Regions from separate parts of the Takifugu rubripes genome. Here region 2 is linked to region 1. A link is a contact called in public Hi-C data. All regions are on one chromosome and are shown on one strand. Each heading gives the region's core, a stretch centred on a gene start, on an enhancer-like site or on the middle of the called end of the contact. The rest is flanking DNA. Distances are from core to core; before and after follow the strand shown.

The links. A called contact is a pair of places that touch in the nucleus more often than the background predicts.
Region 2: a Hi-C map of muscle shows a contact between it and region 1, with 2.1 times the contacts expected there. The contact joins the promoter of otud6b here to the promoter of cibar1 in region 1. A contact is called at or near these places in 2 of 2 Hi-C or Micro-C datasets (muscle and an unstated tissue).

Annotation. Positions count from the first base shown.
Region 1 is chr12:3,525,099-3,532,229 of fTakRub1.2, forward strand. cibar1 (CBY1 interacting BAR domain containing 1) reads right to left here and starts at 2,655. Exons shown (of 11, transcript XR_003890362.1): 1 at 2,477-2,655; 2 at 1,906-2,140; 3 at 1,764-1,832; 4 at 1,198-1,299; 5 at 1,092-1,097; 6 at 742-846; 7 at 545-658.
Region 2 is chr12:3,694,284-3,701,414 of fTakRub1.2, forward strand. otud6b (OTU deubiquitinase 6B) reads right to left here and starts at 3,113. Exons shown (of 8, transcript XM_011609113.2): 1 at 2,864-3,113; 2 at 2,357-2,499; 3 at 1,996-2,079; 4 at 1,726-1,926; 5 at 1,502-1,622; 6 at 1,357-1,418; 7 at 1,167-1,273; 8 at 719-1,075. The coding sequence starts at 2,939. The coding sequence ends at 991. It overlaps LOC101071138 (ras-related protein Rab-5A-like), which reads left to right and starts at 3,556. Exons shown (of 6, transcript XM_011609111.2): 1 at 3,556-3,734; 2 at 6,244-6,440. The coding sequence starts at 6,275.

The DNA.
Region 1 (7,131 bases), core at 1,405-3,904:
CAACAGGTGTGCTTCAAAGGACTGATGTTTGGGCCAGTGCGGGGGGGTGGGGGGTGATTAAAAATGACACAACCGTCCTAGATTAGATTTATCGTCATGCCATTGTGCCTATTGGGGTGATTCAATCTTCCGTGCTTCGTTTGGTGACTCACTAGAAAACAGCCTCGTCTTGCAGAGCAGTTTCGCTCCGACGTGAATGGAATGAGGTGATTCGGTGAGAGAAAAGGCAAAGAATACGTGTGATAGGATGGGTGGAGGATGGAACGGCCACTGCGGCAACAGCCTGGCGACTTAAAACTGTTTCTCCTCCCTAAAATAGTCCATCAGACTTCAGAAAAGCGTAGGTAGCGATTGTGACCTAGAATAGTTGGATTCTCTACAGTTAAAGGGTGGGGACTGTGACTAATGAGTGAATGAGTAATGGATGCTAGCTCACACTAGCTAAACAAAGGCTGTGTTGTGACACATCATAGCCTGCAAATAGAATTTTATTAGCTTTGAGTGTGAGTGTATCATCACGGCTTCCTTGGCGCCGTCAGCCTACCTCGAGGTCTTCTTCTTCGTCCACATTCTGAATGCTCTGGTAGGCCAGGGTGAACACCTCGAGGGCCTTAGCGTGGAACGCCATCTCCACCGTCACAAAGTCGCCAAATATTTTCTGCAAGCCAAAATGAAAAAGAGCTTTTTAATATTTCCAACGCCGACGAGGCGTCCTGTGAAATAAAGTACGGCGGAGGAGACCTTAATGTCCCGGATTTTCTGCCGCTCAAACTCGTCTATGGTCTCCTCCAGCTGCCTGGTGATGCGCGTGGCGTCCATGGTGGCTCTCTGGAGCTCACTTTCAGCCTGTGAACGGAGAAAGCAACTTTGACTCCTGCTTCCTTCGCCACGTGTCGTGTTTAAATGCTTTGTCTGCACTGTAGAATTAGTCTGAACGGAAAAAACAACAACCTTCTTGTGCCTTTTAATCAGGTATATTTATAACTACTCTGCAAACAAGCATCTGTTTAACTTGTGTTTGGATGTCTCCTTGTCAGCTCTGAAACGTGTTTCAGCCCTGAGCTTGAATCCGCAGCGGCGCAGATACACACCTGAGACTGAAGGACTGGTCAAGGATGTAATAAATGGTTCCATTCAAATAAGATATTGTCCCTGCAATTAGCGGGTGCTGTAGATCATCCCTCCGAAAAAGGATACAATGATCTGTCTGTCTGAGGGGTTTCTCTGTCTGGTCCTTTCAAGCTGGGCCATCTGTTTGGTCTCTCGTGTTCGGGCACTCTGAGTCGTCTTTAAATCCTCCTGTGTGGATGCACACATGCAGAGGAGCGCCAGTTAGCATCCACAACAACCATCAAATATGCATTATGAAGTGGGAGGTGCATAAATCAGCTCGCACTTTATGTGAATTTAACGCTGTAGCGCTTTACTCATCGTGCTTTGGAATTTATGACACAATAATGACAAAATTATTGCCTTAAAGACGCAGACTAATCACACGGTAGGTGTACCAACACTGCCCCCTTGCGACTGTGATATAAACTGCACTCTAGTCTAGCTTTTTTTCAATATACACAACTTGCTGCAGCTTTAGTAATCAAAAGACATACTTTTAAACAGCTACACTTATTTAAATTGAAGTAAAACAGCCCAAAATGGAGCTGCACATCATCTTAACACCTTAAACGATGATTTGGACATATGAGAAACATGTCTTGGACCTCACAGTCTGCTCATCATTCAGCGTGGCTCCTACATCCACTCACCCGCTTGCGTTTTACAATGGCTCCGTAGCTTTTCAGTGGCTCTATAACTCTGGCTTCAAGCCGTTCCACCTGCAGTGCAGAAGCCAAGTCTGGTCAGGCGTTTGAAACAACCCACTTCATGTGTTTAGATGCATCCTTTTACCTCAGCTTGTCGGTAGTCCTCTACTTTGGCCAAGTGATCAGCAAACTCCTTCATGCCCCTCTTCAGGTTTGGCGTCTCCAGGTCTGCGTACACGCCGATTTCCTTCACCAGCAGGTCTGCTTTGTCTCGTAGCCTGGCTGTTTTGCGGACGTAACCGGCGAACATCTGGCACATCTCTCCAAAGTGCTTCTCAACATTGTTAATATTTTCCTGGATCTTCCTTGTCTGGTTGTCCCTAGAACAACATAAAGAACACCACAAGATAAAATAAACCACAAACTGTTAGGCTGTAAATGAAAAAATGATTGCAAATTGATATGAAATAAAGATCAACACTTTACTAAGGGGATGAATGTTAAATCAACAAGCAAGCTACGCAGTCTAACAATCCTTTCAACTATTAAAGCTATCAGGAGGGTTGAGAATAGGTTGTAAACGAAATAATTTGCATGGTGTAAAGGCAGCGAAATTAATTTAGGTGAGGTTGGTTTACGAGCTAACCAGGTAACATTAGCTTCGCTAACAACAGTTCTCCTGTAACGATCCCAACGGTGGCGGTATATTCCCCTACCTCACTCTTGCATCTGGTGTACGACTCATCTTCTCATGGAAGAAAATCGTAATGTTTCGAGAAAGGATATAAAAACACAGATTTATTTTTTACACTAGCTCACTGTGTCGGTGCCTCTTCTGTAGACGTCGGTGGTACGCCACCCGACCGTTTCCATGGAGCCCCTGTCATTTCCGCTCTCGTAAGGCATTGTGGGAAATTGAGTTTTCATCATCACCCCTTTTCTTCCGTTACAAACATGAAAATGGGGAAAAGCTCACATTAAGGCACGGAAAAGTATAAAATAATCTAATTAAGTGGAAAAACTAATAAAAAAAATCGTGACGTTTATGCCATGTAAGTGCAATATTTTGTCTCTCTTGAGTATATTTTAGAAGACAATGTTTTTTTCCAAATAAATCCATTTGTAATCTTTATTTGTCTTTAGTAATTAATGACTAAACAATTATATATATTATATATAAATTTACTGTAGTATCCTTAAACATGGTCAAGCTCACATTCTTTTTTTCTGTGACACATTAAAATAATCACACAGTTCTCCTCAAAAATCAAAGAAATAACATTGTGGCTGAGTTTGATTAACTGGAGTTGATTTTTAGGTGAGACTCTAATAATACTAGTTGGCCAAGAGAGACAAAAACAACGCCACTGACAAGTTTCGAGCACGGCAGAAGAATTGTGCAGTTTCGAAAATTAAATAACACCATTCTATTAAAAACTGTTTTTAGCACAGAACTTTAAACTTTTTACGATGATTCTATGACATTTATTTCACAGCTTTAACACTTGCCATCCCTCCCAGTATCTCCCATCACGTGCACTGCCTACGCTGCAACATTGCAACATTGCAGCCCAGCAGCAGCCTTTTCCCACTGCTCGACTGCTCTTGAACTGGTGCCAGCGCTGCAGACGTAGCGAGCACTGAAATGAACGGAGGCCTCATTGTTAATTCCCTCCTCTGTGTTTGGGAATGCATGAATGTCACCAGCTGCCGCGTCTGCCACTCTGTGGAAAATGTCCAAAAACCTTAATTATCATGGTTAATCATCCATGGGATTGAAGCAGGGGAGATCCCTGTGTAACAGATTGGTGATGTAAAACATGGTCATTGCATCGAGCTCTGTGAGTGGAATCCCAAGAGGACCTGGTCCTGCTCTTTATTACGCTAATATTAAGAGGGTTTTGCTTTGTTAAATTGCATATTTAACCTTTTTTGTCACATTTCCAACTCATATATATTAATACTGTGCTGGACATTGAAGAGAAACCTCCCTGACTGATTCCTCTATTGCACATCTGATAGCGTAGATACAAACGAGCCTCTCCACAGAGCAGAATTTACTGTGATATCCACCATCAGCCACATGATGGCAATCCACTTCCATTTGTCTGCACCTAAAGATTCCTTACAGGTGGATTCTCCTGCTCGCCTTCTTCATTTCCATATGTTTACATTATTCACAAAATGTCTGCGGGATGAGATCCGAACCCACTAAATGTATAACAAATGTAGCAGATGCCTGTCTAGCTGGTGTGTTGTGTTAAAAAAGAAGCCCAGGGCGTGTTGAGTTATTTGCCTTGGCGGCTGGCTAATGTTTTCAGGAGTGGTGGCATCTTTTGTAGACCGTGCATCTGACTTTCTTAAAGAACAGATGGTGTTGTTTCCAAATGACTAATTAACACTGAGAGGGTAGCGAGCAGCCGCTAGAGCTCTAGCTCCTCATTGATGCGCTCTTCCTCCTCAGTCATTTTGCTGTCTTTAGCTCTCGGTGTTTCAGTCCCAACCGCCTGAGATTCCCCCCCCCCTTCTGCGGTCTGCTACGTCAACACTGGAGAGATGTCTGGCCCGCTGAACAGATTGGGAGTGACATATGTCAGATGTGGGGGGAATTAGTGGAGAAACCCAGTGTGTACCTCTCAGTGTGGCTTGTTGTGTGTGTTTATGTGTGTGTTTGTGTGTGTGTGTGTCTGCCCCAGTGTGAGGATCCCAGATTCAGATTTAAGACTCTCCTAATGCTATATTCATAACAACAACAAAAAGTATGGAAGTGTGTGTGTATGTACAGTATGTGTGTGAGAGTGTGTGTCTGTGGGTGTGTGTCCTCATCTTTGTGACATACTGGGTACCAAGAAATACTAATTCTACTAGCAAATTGAGGACTTCTTTGCAAAGTGTTGCCATTCCCCTAAATGATTAATTGAATGTTAAAACATGGGGGGATCCCGCAAACCCCATCCCCCCCCTCCCATTTGATTAGGGGGTAGGGGGTTAGTTGGGATCCTGAGGGTTAGGGTAATATATTACATGTATGAAGGTCCCCCCAAAGATAGAAATACAAGGGTGTGTGTGTGTGTGTGCGTGTGTGTGTGTGTGTGTGTGTGTGTGTGAATACACAGGGATGCTGGGGATTATGAACAGTGTGATATCTTGTTTGCTACTTGGTGCCTAAAATGAAATTACAAGCCAACAGTCGATATCCTCTCATACTGTTTTTGGCTAACCCAGCCTTCCCTTCCTTTAATATGCTGCCCTCTGATTTACTTGATACAGCTCACTGCTCTCTTCCAAGAATTAGAACCACAATATCCAGTGGGTAGAACAGCCCTCCTGTAAGTACAATTGCTACATTAAGACCTGATGAATTCTTTGTCAGTTTTATCATTAGCATCATACAGTAAATGACTTAGCCACACTCGTTAGCGCCATTAAATTCTTCATGTAAATATGGATTCATGGGATTTTGCATGCTTTCTGCACATAGCCAGCCAGGATAAACTGTGTCTGTATCCCATAACTCAGAATTCCAGTGATTGAGGGCCCCAAACTGCTGCAACCTTGAACAATATGTCCTCCCTGAGCAGCTAAGTGGGTGCTTGAAGGGCAAACCAACGCAGACACGGTCCAGTGCTTTTATTGACCCAGTGAGAAACCTGTCCGTCTCCAGGGGCTCGGAGCTCAGGTTAGGCTCTTTGTTGTCTGCGTTCATTAGTGTCTCCACCATTTCTCTCTCTTGCTCTCCATCTCTATCTCCCTTACTGTCTCTAACACCTCCACCTCGCCCCCCCCCGACATTCCCGTCCATCCCCCGTCCCTCCTGCACTTTTACCCCAAGGAGCTGGAGAAGAAAATGTCACCAGATCAAATTAGTGGGAGCCCGCAACCCTGCCTGTCCGCCTCTATCTGTCTGTTCCAGCGAGTGATAACATCACTCATGCAGCTTCTACAAAGTTAGTCTGTGCAAACTTAATCCTCCCCAGGTACCAAACCCTCCCAGTCAGAAAGAAAATTTCAAGCACTTTCACAATAGTCTTTATCTGTAGAGTACTGAGTACCTGAAAGGTTAATACTACTACTAATAATCCCAGTAAATACAGTCAAACATTAATGTTATTTCATTAAACAATCTATTTTCTTTGTGTTTTATTATCATATCTTTAGTGATAAACTTTGAATAACAATGTAGTCTTTTAATAATTCATGGTGAAGGATTAGCCCCTTTTCTGCTGACATTCCCAGGAATATGAGTAACACCTATTTACATAGGTAAAAACAACAACAACAACAACAACAACTGGTAATCTGTGTCGTTTGCATTTCCACAATGTCTCTGCTAAATGCATTCAAATCACCAACATTCAGTTCTTCAGAATTCTGGGAAATATCTATTAGCCACTTTTTGGAATGTTGGGTTGCGGGAAAGTTTTTTCTCCCCAGATGACATTGGTGGAAATGCATCAAGGTGTTTCAAAATACTGGCTAAATAATAAAACATTCTTTCACTGGAAAAGAGGATATACTATATATATGAACAAATATAGCTAATGTTCTCTAATTGCAAATACAGTGTGAAAACTGGGGCTTTATTCATCATTTACTGCAACACTGGCAACATTTAACCTTCAATGACAACTTTGACCCTGTGAATATTTGGCTTTGTGCACACTGTCACATCCAATTAATTATGTCTTTACTTGTTTCAAGCTGACAGGGTCAAACATGCTGACATCTCGATAGAGCGCAGCCAGTTATGGCAACTCGCTGGCATGAGGATTTTACAATAACAGAGAGAGAATGAAACTTAAGTGTGGATCTTCAACATTAGCTAAGATAGAGCAACGCGTCCTCCAGGTGCCACATAGGACCGTTTCCAATGCCAAAGCTCTTTGGGAGGTGAGTGTTTGGCTGTCTGACAGATGCTGTCACATTTTCCTGAACTTTTTCGCTTTCTTCAGGCAGGTCTGCGGCTGATAATTTGATCCACGTAACCTGTAATTTAACCAAACATCAACATTTCTACGGCCTCACTGTCATAGTCTGTTACCGACAGCACCAGTGACGTGAGCTCAAAGCTCAGAGTCCACCACAACTGGACGCTCATTTATTCAAATTAGCTAATACAAATAATCAAAGACAGATATTAATAATAAAAAACAGAGAAAGTAGAGTCCAAGCATTTACCTTGAATATGTAAAATAATTCACGCATGACTTCCATTTTGAGGGAATGAACACGGCAGCCTCTTAGCATTCTAAAAACTGTCCCCCCCTTTTTTCTGCAGTGTCACCGTTACCGCCACATTACTTATTCATAGCGTATTTTGTATTCATAGCCTTCTTTACTTCCCTGAGACATATCGCACATGGTGATTTCT
Region 2 (7,131 bases), core at 1,863-4,362, 170 kb after region 1:
AGATGCTGCAACGATTCTAGTACTGATGATAACATGCAGCAGGAACCGCCAGGTCAACGTGGACGGAGCGATTCTCGCGTTCATTTAGTGCCACCTACTGGTCAAATATCGTTGCTGCAGTTGTACAGATTTAAAAATTCGCCACAGGCATTGATTTAATACACAAATACAAATTAAACATGCGTTATATGGATAAACCTGTATTATTGTTAAAAAGGGCATTATGATGTTGTTATAGAACTGTGAATTAAAAATCATGAATAACTAAACTTACAATTTTGTGCTAACAATAATATAAAGTACTGTCAGAAACTAGAAAAAAAAAGATGTACATTGAAATATTTAGCACAGGGATTAAATAAATTATCTGTATCTGAATCAAGTCAGTATCACATACTGAATAGAAATGTCTTGAGGAAGATTATTGACACATTGTGTCAGACAATTTGTGTTTTGTTGCTTTTAGGAAATAAAGGAGCTTATAAGCATATAAAAAAACATATAAAATATAAATATTTGCTGCAAGAATCACAAAGTCCTGAAATCTATCTGGCCTAATAGAGAACAAGCATTTCTGCGTATAGGTTTACTTCACACACCAGATAAATTTGAACATTTAATTTCCTTGTGTTTCGATAACCAGTGCAGAGCAGGAGCCACTGTAACATCTGCCAACCTCCAAACTTCATTTAAACACATCAGACAGACACCAGCAGCAGCATGTTTTCAGTGATTGTTATTTATTATTTCAATAGAGGCAACAGCACGGGCGATGGTCATGGTCAGTCAAAGGTTATTTTATTCGGCACAACTTGATTTAAGTTTATAGAACAAAGATTGATATGATAAACATCTCGTTTCAGTCTGTGTGTTGACGTTGGAGAGTCATGAAGGCCGACCTGATTTCCGGGGAAATCATTATCATCGATTCCTAAAATTCTCAAAGGTGACATACTGGACGTTCGCGCCCCTCCCCCAACAGGGCGTCTCTCAGCTGCCATCAGCGTTAGCCGGGTCCTTTAGCCGCTCCACAGAATTGTAATGCTCTCCGAGTCCATACGCGTGACGCATATACCTGCGGGCACAGGCCAACACACGGGTTCATGCAAATGGTCACATCAACTACCGTGTCAACTACCATGGTCCAGATGGCAGCAATAACATACACGAGGGTGATGGGTTCGCCGTCAAACTCCTCTCCGATCTTTATGGCGGCCGAGCTGGACTGGACGACGTCGATGGGCAGCTGCAGAACTTGCGTCAAAGCTCGCAGCTGAAAAGGAACCAGAGGCACGGACAAGTTGTCAAAGCGGATGGTGTGAGGAGCGCCCAAATAAACGCCCCTGGAGCGCTCACTTCTAGCTGTCCGCCCCAGGCTGCCGTGTGCTCCACGTCGCTGCAGTACTTCTCAAACTCATCTGGGGGCCCGCAGAGAAACGAAAATGAAACCCGGACTGACCTTTATTCAAATAAAACACTGTTTTATATCTGTACGTGTTACCTGTCGTGTACATGTCGCCAGTGTTGGGGTTCGTCAGGAAGGGCAGGAAGTCGCCGGCGTGGTTCCTCATATGCTCGGCTGTTTGTGACCGGAGCTCTTTCACGCTCATCAATGATTGCGGCTGCAAAACCAGGTACAGTTCACAGTTCAAACACCTGAACTTGAATGTTTGTCAGATTATTTACGATCAGGTGCTCAGATTACACCTCTCTGATGACGTTCACCTTTGACCTCTGTGCCAGCTGATCCTCAACGGCGCGGTACAGGCAGTGGCCGTCCGAAGAGATCTCCCTGATCTGTAGCTGTTTCTGGGCCAGTTTCTGAGCTAAAATCAAACCCTCCTGGTGCCGGGCACCCTGCAGGTTTTCCACCTCTGCGTCTGCGATCCTGCTCTCCCGCTCTTTCTCCTGAGCAGCTTTCTTGTCCTGGAGGGTTCAAGCAGACGCAGAAGATTGAAGACTTGCAAAGGAGTTCAAAGCAAAACAGCTGCTTACCCTTCGTTTTTGAGCCTTGGTTACTCGCGGCTGTTCACCGTCTCCCACCTTCATGCCCTCCACGCCGTTTAACACCCCGTCCACCTTGAAAGAGCAAGAGAATTAAGGCTAGGAAGAGACTCAGAAACATTTTCAAAATCACCTCAGAAATCTTTTCCTTGACATTTAACTTAGCATCTGTTGACATGAATAACATGGCCTCGACACCTGGAGAGATTTTGCCCCAGCGAGTGCTAAATCCATGTCCTAAATCAGGATTGATCATCAACCAACCACAGGATTTAATGTTAAGGCTGGTCTGCGAGTGCTCACAGCAGCAACCGTGCAACGGATCTCACAGACCAGGAAAGACAACATTTACCTTTGTGTCAGATGTTAGTCGCCTCAACTCCTCCTCGTGTTTCTGGTTGAGGTCCGCTTCCAGTTTGGCGATGTCTTCTGTCAGTTGTTTCCGCTTCTTCTTGTCATTTTTGGGCACCGCGTTTTTCATTCGCTGAATTTCAGCTGGAAACAAGAGAAACAACAACCTCAACAACATCTCGGGGGAAAATAAAAAGCCTGAATAGATACAAACAGCACTGTGTAGACCAGAGATACGGTAGATAACATTTAATGTTAACATTAAGATTAGGGTTAGGGATCTGGAATTGCTCTAAAACCCCTGTTTGCAACCAGTCAAAGTAACGGGTAGTAGCTAATATCTAATTACAACACCATTATGACACTTCTAGCTCTCCATTTAATACCGTGTAACAGGTCTTTCTTTTCAATCGACTTGGCTGCATAAGGACTAGATGATTTGCAGTGCCAGATGATCAAAACTTTGTCATATTCCAACATCTGATTCAAGCTGTACTGGGTTAGGAACCTTGCATCTCTTTCTTCTCTTTACGGTGCTGCTTTGCCAGCTGCTCCTCTGGGGTCTCCACTGCCTCATCCTCCATGTCTGGCTGACGCTCACTTTGCTCAGTGTGTCCCGGGTGCAGATAAGAGAAGCCGCTGTGTTATTATGTAGTTGAAGCAGCAGATAAAAACATAGTCCACAAAATCGTAAAAGGGTGCTGATGCGACCACGGGCATGGGCAGCCCGGAAAAGACAAACAGGGGGGCGGGGCTTTGTTCTTCTTCGACGCCACACTGAGATGCATGATGGTATGCCGCCCCGTGTTGTCAAGTAGTGTACTGCAACGAGATCAAGACGGGAAAACAAAATAAAAACAGGACATTACCTAACTTGCTTGTCGTTATATACAAATATATACATTAATGTCTGTCACCACGTCGTTTTGTGCACGTAAGTGAAAGGAAAAAAACAGACGCACGTTGTCAGCCTACACATGTTTTAGATGCCAGTGGTTTTTTTTATTATTATTATTGAATTAAATGCAAATCAATGAAGTTTAGCATTTAATTCAATAATCGGTTGGCTCGGTTTTTTTAGTGGATCACATGAAATACTCTATTGTAGCAATATTTCTGGATAAATCGGTATTATTTGATTTATTTGCTTGATTCGGCGGTGGCGGACGCGCTTTGTGACGTGGCACGAGGGCGGAAGAGCTTGTTTGTGTTTTGGTTCTAAAGAGGAAGTAGCGAGAAGAAAGAAAGGAGGGGACGTGACGGGATTGTTGAAATTATTTTCTTGGTTCCCGGACGCCGCCTTACTAGAGTGTCCCTGGTTCCGTGTGGAAATACAGCAGCAGCGGTGTTTAAAGTCCACAGCCTCATCCATCTCTCGGGTAACGTCCGCGATAAGAAGCGACAGATCGGGTTTTCCAGCTGTCTGACAGGCTAATGCTAACTTGCTTGTCATCGGTTCATAACGTTAGCTAAAGCCCCCGCTAGCAGAAGCCAGCTAGTGTCGGTGATGTTTTACTGCTGAGGGAACGAACAAACGAGGCCTTTAAACACCTGTGCTCGGTCCATTTGTTTATCAGGATATTTGCTGCAACTAAAACAACTTCTGGTATGGCTCGCTTCTTTGACGGGTTTATATTTGCCATAGCTCCATGCTAAATGGGTGGAATTGGTTCTAGCCTGTTAGCAATAGTAAGTGTATTAAGATTGTAGGTACTCGTTAGGAAATGACATTTGTCAACCAGATCACCATTTCAGACCATAGCAACGCGATTGTTCCCTCTTCGGCCCTTCGAATTTGTCTTGTGTAAGTGTGCTTGGAGAAATATTTAATGTGTTTTCCTCGATTGCTTTGTACGCAGGCGTTGAAGTTGGCTAACAGTAATTAGGCTAACTAGCTCGACAATCATAACAACGTGGAAAATGGCGTCCATGTATAAAATCAAAACAGATACAGAAGTGCTAACATGAGTGTTTACAGTCGACAAGCCCCAGGCTTAGCCAAATATTTTGTGAACACTATAGGGCACAGCATTTGTTAACAGCCACCGATTAAAGCTCTCTGTTTGGCTGAGCGTTTGCGCCTTCAAACATTTCATCATATTTCAAATAGGTCTAATATTTCATATCTGCGGCACATATAATTGATACCTGAACCGGAAAAGAATACTGCAGGTAATAAGATCTCTTTTCCCCAGTTCCTCAACACTGTTAACGCCATCTGAGTAATTTGGGTTGAAGGGTTGACAAGTTAATATCGTATTTGCTGCAAGTTAGACCTCCATTTGTAGTTTTGAGGATCTCATTTCAGATTGCTCCTCATGTGGTTGCACTAAGGAGCAAACATCTGCCTCAGTTTAAGAAGCAATCAAAATCTATATGCAAGAAATAAATACATCAATGCAGATTCATAGTTGTTTAAAAGTGGCCATTAAGTACTTTTAACCATTGAACTTGGATAATAACCCACCGGTGCAGCGTTGATTGGGATCTTTTACTCTGGTGGTATTTTCTTAAATCCATAATTCGATTGAAACTGATTAAAGGCATCATATTTAATGAAATATGGAGGAGTTTCTCCACAGTACAAGTCACTTTAGCAAAGGAGGCTTCAGCGTTGCCTCCTCACAAGAACCAACTGTTTTGCACAGGTTTTGTCAGCTGTTTGGCCCTAAACAAATTACTGGGAAATGCATGAATGCTTGGCATGCACTCTGCTGACACATTGTTGCATTTGTAACATGTTTGAATAAGGTGAGTGGCTGGAAAATCTTGAGCTGGAGTGTGTGCAGGTCCTAAAGAGGCTCCTGCCACTTGTGCTCTTCAGATAATCTGCAGCTATATTTTGTAATTCCATCAGCACGCTCCGCTTTACATACTTTGGTGTTTCTATATAAAACGAGTGTGTTGGCTTTAGGAGGTGTTTGGAAGGTCGAAGCACATGGACCCAACTGGAGCAACGATTTAAGATGCGAAAGGAGTGGCTCTGTTTTATTGTTTTACAGACATTAGTCGTTTTCCTTTTCCCCTCAACTTCGAATTGATTATTTTGCTCTCTGCATAATGAGGTGGTGTCTTCAAGGGGTCTGTGTTTGAAGTTCTGACGTGTTCAGATGTTGTTTTACAGGATTAACAGTAGTGTTGTGGGCCCTGACACCAGCCTTTCTAATCCGCTTCGGACGGAGGAGGAAACATCCCCGATGCTGCATGCTAACGACGGTGCAGGGCTATGGTGGCTGCCGCGGGCTTGTCAAGCTACTCTAGTACGAAAAATAGCAACGCTTACTTAAAAAAAAAAAAAACGGAAACCGGTTCAAACCACTGTAAACACAACAATCTGTCTTTGGTGTGGAATTATTTTAGTGGAAACAGAAGCCTGATACCTTTGTTTGGTATTAGTTTTAGTCTCAGACTGGAAAGATCTGGCAACAACCTCATAATGGCTCCGGGTATTTGTGTCTAAGCCTGGCTCTTGAGTAAAAACGTATCAAGGAACAGCTTGATAAGCAAGACAGTTTAGTTAGTATCAGGGCTGGATCAGGAGAACCCTGATAAACCGACTTTTTGTTGCCTAATGGTGACACAAATCTTGCTCAACGCTCTGGATTCTGTTCTCTGCTCTTGTGTTGTCACATTAGCGTGTAGGTATCCACGATTTCTTCTACTGCTCACATTCTATAAATGCCAAACATCACATGTTCAATTCAGCCAAACAGAACAAAAGGTCTTACGGGGCTTAAACGTGCACGTGCGCTCTCGCAGCGGCTGCAAGGAGCATTAATTTAGCATTAGCTTTAGCGTCCGTTAGCACATAGGCGTTGTTCAAAGCCAGCAGCTGTGTGTTGTCCTGCTTGCCTCTTTGCAGCAGAGGTCCTGACGTAGAGCTTTTAGCCCACAGGACACCAGGAGATCTCAGCAGGCCATGGCCAGTCGGGGAGGTGCCACGAGACCCAACGGACCCAACGCAGGGAACAAGATCTGCCAGTTTAAACTGGTGCTGCTGGGGGAGTCAGCCGTTGGGAAGTCCAGCTTAGTGCTCCGCTTCGTCAAGGGTCAGTTCCACGAATTCCAGGAAAGCACAATAGGAGGTGAGGGTCACGCAGCGAGACCGGTCTGATTCATGAGCTGCCAGCTGGCTGGAGATCAACCGGGTCAGTTCAGGGGAATGTTCATCTCGGGGCTCGTCCTGGAAACCTCAGCTGACGCCGTGTCGGCCAGTCAGATAAAACGAGCCAATTAGTTTTGATGCTCGTAAGTCCCAGAGATGATTACGCAGCCCCAGCTAATTCATAGCCCCCCCACCCCACCCCCACCACCCCCCACTTTCCCAGGAACGCAGACCTGTGGCTTCACTGGCACCGCCAGCAGGAACTGTGAAGACTGAGTTTGAGCTTCTGGGGTTTATAATGGCATCACTTTCCTGTCTGTTGTCTTCTCAAAAACTCAGATTCGGACCTCCAGAATGAAACTTTTGCATCAGTCCAGGTCTCCATTCAGCTCTCTGTTCATCCCGTTTCTATGTTTGTTGGTTTTTATAAGAATTTGGGGTATTTTGACCTAAATGAAGTCTAAAATGCTCCAGAACACTTGCAGGGTGTGTTGGGAATGAGGGCGTCGCTCATAGGGATGTAGGGAATGTGGAACAATTCCTTCATTGTCTACTAGCCTGTTTGTATCTGAAGTGCTGCCCCCTGTGTGTTTGGGGGTGCATTGCGGTTCTTGAAAACATCCCAAACTTCCCATTTTCAGTTTTCCTGTATTCTTAAGCGCCTCAGTCAT